Linked DNA regions of Mus musculus: regions 2, 3, 4 and 5 are each linked to region 1. A link is a contact called in public HiChIP or PLAC-seq and promoter capture Hi-C data. All regions are on one chromosome and are shown on one strand. Each heading gives the region's core, a stretch centred on a gene start, on an enhancer-like site or on the middle of the called end of the contact. The rest is flanking DNA. Distances are from core to core; before and after follow the strand shown.

The links. Promoter capture Hi-C pulls out the DNA fragments that hold promoters and counts their contacts. HiChIP or PLAC-seq counts read pairs in DNA pulled down with a chosen protein or histone mark.
Region 2: a contact with region 1 is called in a promoter capture Hi-C map of cranial neural crest. The contact joins the enhancer-like site here to the promoter of 4921513I03Rik in region 1. A contact is called at or near these places in 4 of 39 promoter capture datasets (3T3-L1-derived adipocytes, the HPC-7 cell line, cranial neural crest and 1 more) and 1 of 484 Hi-C or Micro-C datasets (nephron progenitors).
Region 3: a contact with region 1 is called in a promoter capture Hi-C map of epiblast stem cells, with 2.3 times the contacts expected there. The contact joins the enhancer-like site here to the promoter of 4921513I03Rik in region 1. A contact is called at or near these places in 8 of 39 promoter capture datasets (the 3T3-L1 cell line, 3T3-L1-derived adipocytes, the HPC-7 cell line and 5 more) and 1 of 9 other capture datasets (embryonic stem cells).
Region 4: a promoter capture Hi-C map of cranial neural crest shows a contact between it and region 1. The contact joins the enhancer-like site here to the promoter of 4921513I03Rik in region 1. A contact is called at or near these places in 4 of 39 promoter capture datasets (the HPC-7 cell line, HPC-7-derived erythroid cells, cranial neural crest and 1 more) and 1 of 9 other capture datasets (embryonic stem cells).
Region 5: an H3K27ac HiChIP or PLAC-seq map of extraembryonic endoderm stem cells shows a contact between it and region 1. The contact joins the promoter of 4930471E19Rik here to the promoter of 4921513I03Rik in region 1. A contact is called at or near these places in 2 of 39 promoter capture datasets (3T3-L1-derived adipocytes and cranial neural crest), 1 of 484 Hi-C or Micro-C datasets (differentiating embryonic stem cells) and 1 of 115 datasets of contacts at active chromatin or transcription factors (extraembryonic endoderm stem cells).

Annotation. Positions count from the first base shown.
Region 1 is chr10:120,764,349-120,767,048 of GRCm38.p6, forward strand. It overlaps 4921513I03Rik (RIKEN cDNA 4921513I03 gene), which reads left to right and starts at 1,384. Exons shown (of 3, transcript NR_038000.1): 1 at 1,384-1,490.
Region 2 is chr10:120,513,082-120,515,781 of GRCm38.p6, forward strand. No RefSeq gene overlaps it. Among named protein-coding and RNA genes, the nearest start is that of Gm34952, 14 kb to the right of the region's middle. Within about 2 kb of position 1,255, at least 1 of the 459 cell types and tissues checked has an H3K27ac peak or open chromatin away from gene starts, as enhancers often do.
Region 3 is chr10:120,588,531-120,591,230 of GRCm38.p6, forward strand. No RefSeq gene overlaps it. Among named protein-coding and RNA genes, the nearest start is that of 4930471E19Rik, 46 kb to the right of the region's middle. Within about 2 kb of position 1,306, at least 11 of the 459 cell types and tissues checked have an H3K27ac peak or open chromatin away from gene starts, as enhancers often do.
Region 4 is chr10:120,550,629-120,553,328 of GRCm38.p6, forward strand. No RefSeq gene overlaps it. Among named protein-coding and RNA genes, the nearest start is that of Gm34952, 24 kb to the left of the region's middle. RefSeq lists an enhancer at 1,330-2,700. Within about 2 kb of position 1,408, at least 93 of the 459 cell types and tissues checked have an H3K27ac peak or open chromatin away from gene starts, as enhancers often do. A contact at or near this core is called in embryonic stem cells, where this site is marked.
Region 5 is chr10:120,634,696-120,637,395 of GRCm38.p6, forward strand. 4930471E19Rik (a long non-coding RNA gene) reads right to left here and starts at 1,412. Exons shown (of 2, transcript XR_003948971.1): 1 at 1-1,412.

The sequences.
Region 1 (2,700 bases), core at 134-2,633:
AAAGAAAGCTGTCAGGATGAAAGGACCCTGCTTATGATGAACAGCTGCTGGCTGGACCCATGCAGGAAGAACCAGCCTCAAGTTAACTCCTTGTTCCCAGCCAGCCAGGAACTGACTGCATCCAGACTTCTGAAGCCACAGCTCTGAATGAAGCAGCTTTTTATGAATGGAGAGCCATGCCAAAGGTCTTCAAAGCCCATGGGATCTCCTGAGCATATCTTCACTCCCCCCGGTCTTTCACAATAGACACCCTAACGTGTCCACCCCAGGAATCGAGAGGCTCAGACCTCTGGATCTACCACTCTTCCCTAGTTTTTTGGAAGACCTCAGCCTGTTGCTGTTCAGAGGCACAAATGGCACTGCCAGTGAGTGGAATAGCATCTGAAAGCTGCCTTAGTTTGCACAGTCAGTTCTATCAGAACAGGGAAAAGAAGGGCACATCCTAAAGACACGTTCTGTGTAGTCAGAAGTCCTGTAGACAGAAGGTCTATAAAGCTTCAGGTTCTGTTAAATTACTGCAGGAATCAATCTTAGCCATGCTTTCCAATGCAGCAAAATGTGATTATTTTTCCAAAGGGAAAAACGAGCCCCAGTTTGCAGTAGATGAACAATCAGGTGGGAAGAACTGGGCACAATTCTGCACCCAGGATCAGCCTCAAACCTTCCCTCAGCATCTGCTGAAGGCTCCAGCTCCATCCTATAATAGCGAACAGGATAAGAGTATCAGCTCACAGGAGAAACATATCTATACATTGATAGCTGTACATTAGTTGTAGGTACTACAAAAACTCAAAGACTATCGGAGAAAAACTTTAAAGAACAGTTTCCTTTGAGCTCATAGTTTAGTTATTTCAGTCCTATGGTCACCTGGTTCCCTTGTCTGTGAATTATAGTGATGCAGACTATGTGATGGTCTAACTCTGATCAACAACTTTATTGGATTAAGAAACCACCAAGGCATTAGTGAGTCACACCTTACCTCTGAACTTATCTGTGAGCCTTTTTCTAGAGAGGAATGACTAAGAGGGTAAGACCTTTCCTGAACATAGTAGAGACCTTCCCATGCACTGCGGACTTGGCTGGATAAAAAGAGGACTTGGCTGGATAAAAAAAACGGGAGAGGAGAAAGCCTCTGAGCTCCGTCATTCCCTCCTCTCCTTTTCCTGGTCCGCTGAGATGTGAATCAGCAGCCTCATGCTTCTGCTGCCACGCCTGCTAGCCACTCCCACTACCATGCCTGTGAGCCACGCCCACTGCTATGCCTGATAGCCACTCCCACTGCCATGCCTGATAGCCACTCCCATCGCGATGCTTTCATGATTGTGACAAACTATACTCGCAAACCATGATCCAAAAGAAAACCTCCTTCTCTCGCATTTGGTCACAGCTGCTGGAAAAACAATAGAGAACAATGTGGAGGAAAGCAGTCGGGGTGGAGCAGGGCTTCTGATCTCACTGCAGCTGGGTAACAGCATGTGAATTCGGGCAAGGTAAGCCATTCAAAGGTACCCTCCCAACCCGCCACTTCCAGTTAGGTCATACCTCCCAAAAACACACTCAATGATGAAGTCATCAGTAGAATGGTCTGTTGGTGTGGTTGGTATCCTTCTTATCCATCTACTTCTCAACAAAACTGCCAGACTCAAAACCTGAGACTTTGAGGGGCATTCGAGGGGCATATCACTCAGGGTTCTCTAGAGGAACAGATCCAATAGAACGTATATTACAGAGGTAATCCATTATGATGGCTTACAGGATAGGTGCACTCGTGCCTGCTGTGTGTGTGTGTGTGTGTGTGTGTGTGTGTGTGTGTGTGTGTGTGTGTCTGTGTGTGTGTGTGTCTGTGTGTATGTGCTGTTACCTGCAGAGGTCAGGAGGGGGCGCATATCTCTTGGAGCTGGAGTTAGGAGTGGTCGCACAGAACTCAGAACCTCCGGGGGAACAGCAAGTTCTCTGAACTGCTGAGGCATCTCTCAGGCCCTCTGCCAGAATCCTTTGAGTAGATCCGCCCTTCACTCTTCTCCAAGGTTTTAAATCTCTTCGTGAAAAAAAAAACAGAATCAGACAAACTTAAGTACCATCATCTCCTTACAACGAGCAAAGAATGTTATTTCAGGATAACTCTGTAGGTTCAGCAGGATGGAAATTCCCACTTTCCTCTAAACACCATAAAACAAATACAGGATCGGGAAGCCCCGCTCTTACTGTTCCCACGGGTTTCCCAGATAAGAGTCGTATCTGTCTTTTCCACTTCACTGGCCTTCGGTCTAGTTGGTTTGTTCTCAGAGTGAAAAGGATGGTGGTATTGTGTGGTACTGAGACGAGCTGCCGTTATTGGCAGCTGTCAATCTGCCACTGTGCTCCACCACTGCTCCACATTGGCTGAGATGGAGCCGGACTTCACGTGAGGTATGGCGGTTGTGTGAGTCATGGCCATCACATTAGGCAAGCCAGACTATGATCAATACTAGGATTTTATTTTCACTCTAAGAGCTTATATCTCGAAGACCAGAGCACACTGCACAAGAGTCTGACTAGCTCTGTCGGTTAGTCTTTATCGGGGCTGCTAACAGGAGGATGGGCGAGGGGTTACTCACAGGAGCAGGGTTGACTCAAAGGCAGGCACATCACAGAAAAGTGCACCCCATCATGGATGGCAGCTCACTGAGTGGTCTCATAGCTATCTGTAGGCAGCTTTAA
Region 2 (2,700 bases), core at 5-2,504, 250 kb before region 1:
GAAGCAGCCACCAGGGACACTTGGAAAGAGACTTTTTGAGAAGGTTCCAAGTGACTGAGAGAAGAGAGTCATAATGGAATTTACACCACAGCTTTTATTCTGACAGAGGGGCTATTCATCCTATGGAATTCCTTTAAAGTCACTGACCCGAACAATATGCTTCTGAGAATGTTTTCCTGCTTAGCTTAGAAAGATATTATTATGTATCTATGATATAATCACTAGGAAATGCTCCCTCTGGACCTGCGTTGTTTCTCTAATTATCAGAGCCGATTGCGGAGTCGATAGACCTGGCTTGCTTCAAGGGGCAACAGGAAAGTCGATAGAATCTTTTAAGGAAATTGCAAGTCTTCAGAATAAAATCTGCTGTAACGGATAACGATGCCATTGATTAAAGAACAGCCCGTAAACCCACCTTCTTTCTTTCTTTCTTTCTTTCTTTCTTTCTTTCTTTCTTTCTTTCTTTCTTTCTTTCTTTCTTTTTTTTTCTAAATGCAACAGGCCTAAAATTATGGGGAGAGGGATAAAATAATGATCGCTGTAGTTATTTGTGATTTTGATCTCAAGACAAATCTACTTTCAACTCTAATCTCTTATATAAATTACCACTTGTCGCATACTTCTGTGAACTAGCTAGATGCACCTCCTCTCCCATGGAACTGATTTAAGGCTAAGGGAAATGATGGCGAGGGCAAGCATCTAACGCCATGCTTAGCTCTGTTTCTGTTCCTTTCAGCCGAGGTCCCGTATAATCCTGATGCACTGGGCAGTAAATAATCTAGATTTATAATGCAGCCATGAGTTTGGTTGTGAAACTGACAAGTGGTAAGTCCATAAAGTTACCCAAACGATAAAGAAATCGCAGGCCTTAATTGTCAATTAGGTCTACTCGATTATTCAAACTATTTAGGGAAGATCACAGGTTAGGGTAATGGGAAACAGCTGGTGAAAGGGGAATGTCTGGTCATTGGGTTTTGCAGTGCGTTTGGCTCTTATACTTGAAAATTAGTGCGCTTGGTGGTCTAGAGATTCACTTGGAAGAAAGAGACGAGTTCTTTAAGGAGGCTATGTCTCTAGTCAGTTCGTCCCTGAACCCACAGAGAGCAAAAGGTATCTGATTTTCCTTAATTGGTGGAGAGCCAGTGCTTTCTAGAAACGTCTTTGTGAGGACTGGGTTTCAGAGGCTCCCTCCCATGCAAAGTAAGCAAAGATGATGGAAACGTCTAGGGAGCGGTAGTTATGCAGACACAATCCTAAGTGCATGGATCTTCAGCAGAGGCTGCTTACAGACAAAACCAGCCTCCGAGAAACAGTTCTGCAGACGATGCGGACTAGTGGCTATGCGGACTAGTGGCTATGCTGACTAGTGGCTATGCTGACTAGTGGCTATGCTGACTAGTGGCCAGGCACTTTGGCTCCTTGAGAGTCACATCTGCCCGGATAAAACAAAATCTTTACTGTAAATTTTTTTGAGAGAGAGAAAGATCTGTCCCTGAGAAATTCTCAAATCCTTTATTTTACGTAAAAATACTTAATTCTTTTTTTTTTTTTTTTTTTTTTTTTTTTTTTTTTTTTTTTTGGTTTTTCGAGACAGGGTTTCTCTGTATAGCCCTGGCTGTCCTGGAACTCACTTTGTAGACTGGGCTGGCCTCGAACTCAGAAATCCGCCTGCCTCTGCCTCCCGAGTGCTGGGATTAAAGGCGTGCGCCACCATGCCCGGCTTAAAATACTTAATTTTTGATTTATGTTTGCTAGAAATTAATTAACAAGGCACAATGAAATAAACTGAAATGATAAGGCATGAAGTATATTTTTATTTATGTATTCACTTGTTGGTTTATTTATTCATTAATTTATTTTTTGGGTTTTGTTGTTGTTTTTGTTTTGTGTGTGTGACAGGGTATTTCTGTGTAGCCCTGACTGTCCTGAAACTCTGTACTCCAGACTGATTTCAGTCTCTTGAGTAGATGAGACTAAATTCATATAGGAATATCTGTCTAAGAAGAGGAAAGGCAACTATTTCTAAGAAAAAAAAGTGACATTTTAGTAGAACAAAGATGTTAGACAGGACATTTAGATCAGTCAGCCTGTGTGGCTTGTTGAACTTTGTAAAATTCGAGACTTTCTTCTAATTCTAAGTACAATTTGTTTGTAATTGATACAACAAATATTGTTTGACAGGTTTTTTGGTTTTTTTTTTTTTTTTAATTATGTTTTTGGACAGACTGTTTGGTTTTCAAAGTTTTAGTTTATAGTGCCTGGAACTCAGAGAGAATCATCTGCCTCTGCCTTCTAAGGCTGGGATTAAAAGTGTCAGTCCATCACACCTGGGAGGGGAGGGGAGGGGAGGGGAGGGGAGGGGAGGGAAGGGAAGGGACAAAACCAAGATTCTAGAAAGGACTGCAGTGTTAACAGACATCTTTTGGGAATATACCATCCAGTTCTAGAGTGGATTATAAAGATAAACCTTTTCCGTTCTGCATTATCTATTTCTATCCACGTTTTTCCTACATTTAACAGTTTATCCGGCTCATTCTGACTCAGGGCAGCTCAAGGCTACTATTACTGGAAGACTAGACCATCCTTGATCGTGGGGGATCATCTAGATAGTGCACCCTGTAGCTGACTCCTTAGTTGTTCATCCCATATGCAGGATTTAACGCCTTGGCAGGGATTCTGGGACTATGAGAACTCTCAGAA
Region 3 (2,700 bases), core at 56-2,555, 180 kb before region 1:
CAATCCCCTCTTCATGCACACTGCTCCCGAAGTTTCCCCTCCAAGAACACAAAGAAAGCAGAAGCAGACATGTAAGATTCCTTTGTTTCTAAACCTATCACTAGGATTGATTTTATTTGAGCGAGAGTTATCCTAAACTTCAATATCGCCTTATTTTTCAACAGAGCAATCATATCACTGCTTAAAGAAAGGGGTGTGATGTCAGGGTGTTTCAGTATAAACAACAACAACAACAACAAATCTCATTTTATGTTAAGGAAACCTTACACTTCACAAGCAGCACAATAGGACTTGTGCTGAACACTCTTTTCAGGCAAGATGCAGTAAGGAACCCATTTATTTTTTATTTATTTATTTTTTTAAATATTTTTTTCTTTTTTTTTAAGATTTATTTATTTATTATATGTAAGTACACTGTAGCTGTCTTCAGACACTCAAGGAGAGGGCATCAGATTTTGTTGCGCATGGTTGTGAGCCACCACGTGGTTGCTGGGATTTGAACTCGGGACCTTCGGAAGAGCAGTCGGTGCTCTTAACCACTGAGTCATCTCGCCAGCCCAGGAACCCATTTATAAAACCTAGAAGACATCATTATTTCAATGTGTGTGTGTGTGTGTGTGTGTGTGTGTGTGAGAGAGAGAGAGAGAGAGAGAGAGAGAGAGAGAGAGAGAGAGAGAGAGAGTCAAAGAGACAGAGAGAGAGAGACAGAGAGAATGCAAAGAAACAGAAATGCTTTTAAAATGAAAAGTTAAAAAAAAAAAATCTGGGAAGCCATGCTTGCTGGAAAAACATTCTGTGGTCTCTTTGTTGGTTTGCTCGTGTGTTAGACTTAGAAAAGGTATTTTTAGTCTCTGGAGATGTTAGCCAGGCAAAGATGAGGTTTCCCATAGTGAGGCTTCCTGATGGCCAGACAGCGTTAGACAAGACCCATGATGCTATGACCCAAGTACAATAGCTACTAAGGTCTGTTTCACCTGGGTGATAACTAGCAAAACATTGTTTTTACACCACATGGGCCCATTCTCACTGTCTCCCATGTCCCTCCACACAAGCGGAAAGCTAGGTTAACCCACAGGAACGAGAAAGCCTTGTATACTTAATAAAAACCATGATTGGAAAGATGGTTTAAGAAAAGAAGAAGAAGAAGAAGAAGAAGAAGAAAAAAAGACCCTAACCAGGTTGGATAAATTAAAGCTATCCTTGCTATTTTGGAAATGTACTGTGTTTTCCTTTCCCTTAACTACAACTCAGCAAGCAGGCACACAGGGTGCTGATCTAAGCACCATGCCTCAGGCTGGGGAGAAGTCATTTATCACCCTAGGCCCTGGACCTCACTGCTTGCGTCTCCATAGACCCAATAAATCACAACTGTGTAACTGGACTTGCGTTTCTCAGTGTGCTTGTACATGCTGTTGTTGCCTTCTTTACTGGGGCAAATATCCCTCACAGTGAGTTTACACTGGGCTAGTACAGAAATGAGTATCTTTTTTTTTTTTTTTTTTTTTTTTTTTTTTTTTTTTTGGCAAACTGACTGGCCAGTTTATAAAGCACTTCCCAGTCTACCCAGTGAGTTGATATTACAATCATTACTCTCATCTAATAGACCAAGAGAGAGGTCACAGAGGTCAGACTATTGGCCTTTAAACCCATGGGAAACAATATTGCGGTGTTGTGGGATTCTAAGCTCTGACGTGTACTTGAGGTGGTGTCCGGCCAGATCCTTCCAAACAAGCCGCTAGAGCAGTATTTCTCAACCTGTGGGTTGTGACCCCTCTGAGGGCTGCATACCAGATAGCCTGCATATCAGATATTTAGATTACAATTCATAAAAATAGCAAGATCTGAAGTAGCAACAAAAATAATTTTATGGTTGAGGGTCAGCACAACGTGAGGAACTGTTTTAAAGGGTCACAGCATTAGGAAGGTTGAGAGCCACTGTGCTAGATGGACCTACAATTAATTGCATTAGAGAGTCGCAGAGAGGGGGACAGCATATTTAACTGTGTCTTATAGGAAGGAACCCAGTCTATGGAAATTTAGATGTTGTAAACTACATCTAAGAGCTTTACATGAATCATTATTATTTTAAAAAGATGGATGTGAACTCCTTCTCCATCATTGTCTGGGGGCTTAGAGCCTTTCACATCTATGTCTCTATATTTAATATGATTTAATATGTCAGAGTTAAATTATAGTTTTCAATATAATCTTGTTCATACTCAGGAAAGAAAGATATTTCATCATCTAGCTACTATGTTTTGTTTGTAAACGGTGGTTATTTTGACAGTTAAGTCGTTCTAAAGCAGTGGTTGGCAACCTTCCTAATGCCCTTTAACACAGCTCCTCATGTTATCCTGACCCCTCAACCATAAAATTATTTTCGTTACTACCCCATGAGTGTCATTTTGATGCTGTTGTGAAACGGAATGTAAATAGCTGATGTGAAGGCTATCTGACATGTGACTCCCGAGAAAAGGTCATTGGATCCCAAAGGGCTCGTGACCTACAGATTGAAAACCTCTGATCTAAAAGAAACTTTAATATTCTGAGAAGATACAAAACAAAAATACCAAAGAAAAACATAGACTTGTCTATATTCTATCTCAAATGTTATTAATATTGTTCATTTAGCTGTGTAGTGACATTCTTAGGAATATATTTTAGTTATACACAAAAGTATAAAAATAGTAGTACCCGCCA
Region 4 (2,700 bases), core at 158-2,657, 210 kb before region 1:
TCTTCACTGTTCTGTGTTGCTGCTAAAAATTAAATTTTCCTAAAAATGTAAACTTATAACTTCTGTTCATACTTTAAATGAGATATAATTCTAATAACTTATTTTGCTGTTTTATTTTGGTTTTTTGTTTGTTTTTTTGTTTTGTTTTGGGTTTTCTGTTTGTTTGTTTGTTTGTTTGTTTGTTTGTTTGTTTGTTTTAGACAGGGTCTCTCTAGTTTTGTTCTGGAACTCAATATGTAACCCAAACTAGCCTTAAACTCATGATCTGCCTGACTCTGGCTCCTAGTGGCTGGGATGAAAGGCACATAGCACCATGTCCAGCTGGGATGATCCTAAGTTAGTCTTTTCTCTTTTGCTGCAACAACAACAACACAACAAAATACCCCAGGCTGGGTATTTTATAGAGAAATAAGGGTTATTTGACTAAAAGTTATGAAAACTGAAATCCCAAGATCAGGCAACTTCTTTGGTTTGGGCTCTGAGGAGCCTTAAGCTCGTCACCTCATGGACGGCTGAAAGGAAACGCACGTGGGAGAGGGAGCAGTTATATGATGACATAGGAAGCTAGACAAGATCAGGACCACAACTCATCTCGTCAGAACTAACCAGGGTTCCACAAGAACCACCTTAACCTAGCAGGTTTTGAGACTGGTGTCCCAAAGACCTAATTACCTCCAGGTAGGGTCTGCGTACCCCCATCCACATTGGTACCGTAAGGCCCAGGCACCACTGGACGACAAATCCTGTGTAAGGCAGAGCAGTTGATGTCTTCCACCTTTGAGCAATTCCTGTCCAGTTTGCTCTCTTGCTCACAGCTCAGACTTTCATACCAGAAGATCACCAATGATTCCTCAGAGTGAGGAAACATTGTTAGGGTGGAGAAAGCTGTGAGCCTGAGTTGTTTAGTGGCAGTCTCAGGGCTTCTGTGTTCTCCCTTGTATGTATAATATGTATCTTAGTGCTGCCGACTAAGTTTAACCTATTCCTTTTAAAGGACTCGAAGTTATGCTGAGACACGCCCCCTCCCCGTAACCCCCCCTCCCCCATCTTTTCTTGGAGTGTTTTACCTACAGAAAACCACAGCCAATCAAAATGCTGAACTGTGGAGCACAGCCTTAATATTTTTAAGTGTGTGAAAAAGAATGTTTAGAGAGCCTCATGCAAAAAGCTGTTTCGCTTGAACTCAACATCTCCAAACACACAGCCACAGTTAGTTATGCACCGGGAACACACCATCACCCTCCCCGAAATCTCACACTGTAGTTGATTATAAGTATAAATCAATACATGTACCCCGCAGATCGATGGCGAAGAGCCTTAACGATTCCCGCAAAGCCGCCTTTATAGAGTGGAGGAGAATACACAGCTGACAGGGAACCGCTGGGTTATGGCGACCACCCAGGTGGTGCCAGAAGTTGGAAGTAACCCTCCTCCCCCCTGCCCTCCATCAACGCAGCTCAGAACGAATTGGCTTTTCAGGAATGCTGAGAGAAAAGGAAAAGCCGGCCAAATCTTCCCGGCAGAAGTAGTTCCGATCCGGGGATTAGAGTCTGTCAATTAGGGGTGTCCGAATGGGACGGAGGGAAGAAAGAAGGAAGTGCTGCTTAAGTGTCAGGGGAGACTCTTATTTATTTTTATTTTGATTTGATTTTATTTTATTTTTAGGAGGGGGAGCAAGCGCTGGGAACGATTTTTCTTATTCTGCTTGGAAAGGAGTCAGTCCTGATCCAGATTTCCTTCCGGAAGAAACGAATCAAGGACCTTGCTGGCGGAGGGTTGGGAATGGGGGTGGGGGACAACCCTAGGTGGCCCGAGCGTGGTACGGCCTTGTCAGAGGCTATTGTACGGCTAGACCCAAGGCCGTTTCGGTACCCACGCAGCCACTTGCAGGACCGAGCGTGTCTGGATGAGCCAACTGGCCTCCCTCCGCGCCGAGCGCCCCAGCCGTCTGCTCTGCGCACGGGGTCAGGGGGCCCGCGCCGGCAGGGGCGCCTTTGAAGTCTCGGCAGCAGACTGGGTGGGAGATGGATGACCTAGGAGGGACAGGGACGAAGGGGCCCAGCCTGGTTCCCACGATCCGCGGCTCGAGGGGCCACCGCGCAATGCGGGCCGTTGCTGGGGCAGAATGAGAATGAGAGCACGTGGGTGATCTCGGAAAATGCGCGCGCGGGGATATGATCCCTAAATGTGAGCCAGGAGATTTAGCGCATGACGAACCCTAGGGAACGCACAGAAGGCGGCCACCACCGGGAGGGAGGAGGCTGTGACTCTAGGTAGCCTCGGTGAGAGTGAAGGTGGTGTACGTAAGAGGACCCGGAGTAGGATGGAGAGTGTCCTACTGGTTAGGGGGTGGGGTAGGTGTACGTCAGGAGAGGGGACCCGGCAGCGTGCGGGCTCCATGCTGCTGTGCAGATCGGTGTAGCCGTGGGTGCAAGCAGAGAAAAGGCGACCCCGACAGAGGCACGGGGCCCCTGGCCTGGACCGCTGGGCGGCGTCTGCGGAGCATCTGAGCTCAGCCTCCGGGAGCGGGGTTGGAGGGACTAGTTGCAGAGCAGCGACGCCAATGAAGTTGGTAACTTTTTCCCAAAGAGGAAAAAGAAACCGCCAAACAAGGGTCCCCTAGAAGGGTGGGAGCAGTGGCCCAGTTGCCGATAGACTCCACCCCCTCCAGACTCCGCCCCCCTCAGACTGAGGGGCGCC
Region 5 (2,700 bases), core at 162-2,661, 130 kb before region 1:
GGTTGTGGCAAATGCTAGGCACAAGGCCGAAGCTCCTTTTCATTGATTCAGAGGGGGGTTAGAAAGAGATAAACATTCACACCAGTGAGTTAGAAAGAGATAAACATTCACACCAGTGGGTTAGAAAGAGATAAACTTTCACACCAGTGGATTTTTTTTTTTTTTTTTTTTTTGTGGCTAGAAATAATACAGATGAGCCCTACCCAGTGAGCCAGAGACCAAGCCCAGGCCACCTCCCTGAGCAAGACTGCTCCTGGACTTAAGTAAGGTCAGTTCACCCTGCCAGCCCAAGGGCTGGAACTGCGGGGCTTCTCTCCTGAGTCTAAAGCTCACCAAACTACTCTGTACATTTCGGAATCACTGTTGGTGATTTGCAATCCTGTTAGTTGGTGTCATATACATACATACATACATACATACATACATACATACATACATGTGTGTAGATAGATAGATCAAAAGATATAGATATGTATCTTTCTGCATATATGCTCATCCTACTGGATCTGTTTCTCTAGACCCTGATCCCCTGCCCCGCCCCCCCAGGCCCAGTTTTCCCAGGTATCAGCCAAGGCTTGCATGTTGCTTTTGCAAGAATAGCAGCAACCTTGAGAGAAGTCTCCCTCTGCCCCACCAGTTGACTCTTTCCTGCACATCACAGACTTTTATGCTAGTAGAAGTCACGTGGTCGTTAAACCAGGGAGCAGCCGAGCCCACAAACAATCATGAAGTTGAAGAAAAAACACAGGAGAAGAACTTATGTCGGAGTTGAGGCAGCTGGCACAGGCCCCAGATTCCTGGCTTTTCTGAAGTAAGGGACATTCAGTGAAGACTCAGGAGTGTCATGGCTAATTGAGGAGACTGGAAAAGGCCAGAAACTCTGCCATTCCTTAGAGGAAGATGCGGACTTGATTTCCTGTATCCCTAGAGTTAGGCTGGTACCTGTTTAGTGTCACTAATAGGCTATAGCCAGTGTGACATTGTGGATGTTCTAGAAAGGTGCTCTAAGAGGCAGGATACTTTTGTTTTTCTCCTCTTAGGACCCTTGAATAGCTAGCTATGTGATGATGTGTGAGAGCCCAGGTGGAGAAACAGATAGGGGTTGGGGGAGACCTGCCAGTCACAATAGCGTCAGCTGTCCCAGATGTGGTGACATACTGCTAAGTAAAGCCACCGTGTCTTAGCTAGAAGTCGGCCTCAGAGGAAGCTCTGGGTAAAGACAAGGACATTGGAGGAGTGTCCTGCAGGACCCCACCCAGATAACGGAACCATGACCAAACAATACACCGAGGTGGCACAAAGCCAGTAACTGTGGACATCCGACTTCACAGCGGTAGATAACCATTACAGCCTGGCAGCTGGGGCAGACGAAGCACAGTGGCTTCCCTGTAATGATGGAGCCCAGAGTGAGAGGCAGGAGGAGAGCGACATCTGAGCAGAGGCATCAGGGCTGCTCGAATCTTCTCCTGCCAGTTTTCCACTGTTTCGCAACGCTGATGTGTGTCACCTCGCAGCGAAAACAATCTGTACCCTTCCGAGTTAGGCACTGCCCCTGAGTCTCTTCCAGACCTCGTCAGACCTCAAACCAAGGTCTGTGAGCAGGGGAGATCCCAGACACAGTGAGTCATGTTTGTCTTCTGTGTGCTGAAGGCCTGGCACAGACTTAGATCACCACTGACCTGTGGTCTGCAGCTTGTTTCTTCACCGGGAGCCAAAACACAGTGCATAGCCTCATCTCCAGCCAAGTTCTCAACACGGGCCCGGGTGTCTAGGTGCGGGTGCCAAATGTGCCTGCGATGAATCCAGCAATGTAATAATAATTACCCCACAGCCAGTCTGGCTGATTTTCTGGACAGCACCGTTGAGCTCCTTAATTATAGCAGTTAAATCTAGACACGCATATTCAGGCACTGAATACTTAATTTATAGCATAAGGAGAGAGAATCCACCCACCCATTCACTTAACAACACGGGTGCACCACTTTGCCGGTCACAGATATATCAGAAGCCATGCTTCCTGCACCCTGAGATTGCTTTTGCCGTCTCTCCCAAGAGGCAGGAATCAAAGGCACTGCGGTCAAGGTAACAAATGAATGACTAGTGTAACAGAGACGAAGAAGGTGAGATGAGAGTTGAACAGAGGGAGACACCACGGCTGGCCAAGGGAAACAGAGCCTGGAAAGATTTCTTAAAAGTGTCATTTGTCACCTCCCCACTCCAAGTTTAAAAGCTGCACACGGTTATTAGCTATATGACCCTGTGCAAATCATAAATTTTCTTACATCTTAGTTTGCTTATCTTTGAAAGGGGATGGTTTGGGCTAACTGATCTCAAAGGTGCTTTCTGTTCCAAGGGCCTGGAATACATGATTTTTTAATGAGAAGACCCAGCAAAATGTATAGCCATCCATCCTTTCTACAACCAGAGTAACTTTTTAAATCTAAAGAAGATAATGTCTCCCATGGCTTAAACCCCTTCCGTGGCTGCATTTACAACCTCTCCTGATGATTTGTGCTCACAAGCACGGGGGAAGGGAGGGTGGGGGGCTGCCTGTGCTCTCAGCACCCCTGACTCCATGTCCTCCTCTGGCCTGCACCCATTCACCCAGAGGCCTCTCTCCCTTCAATGAATATAGGATTTGTGATTTTTCAGGATAGTTGTGCTCCAGTCCCCGTCCCCGTTCCCTTGCCCCACCACTCT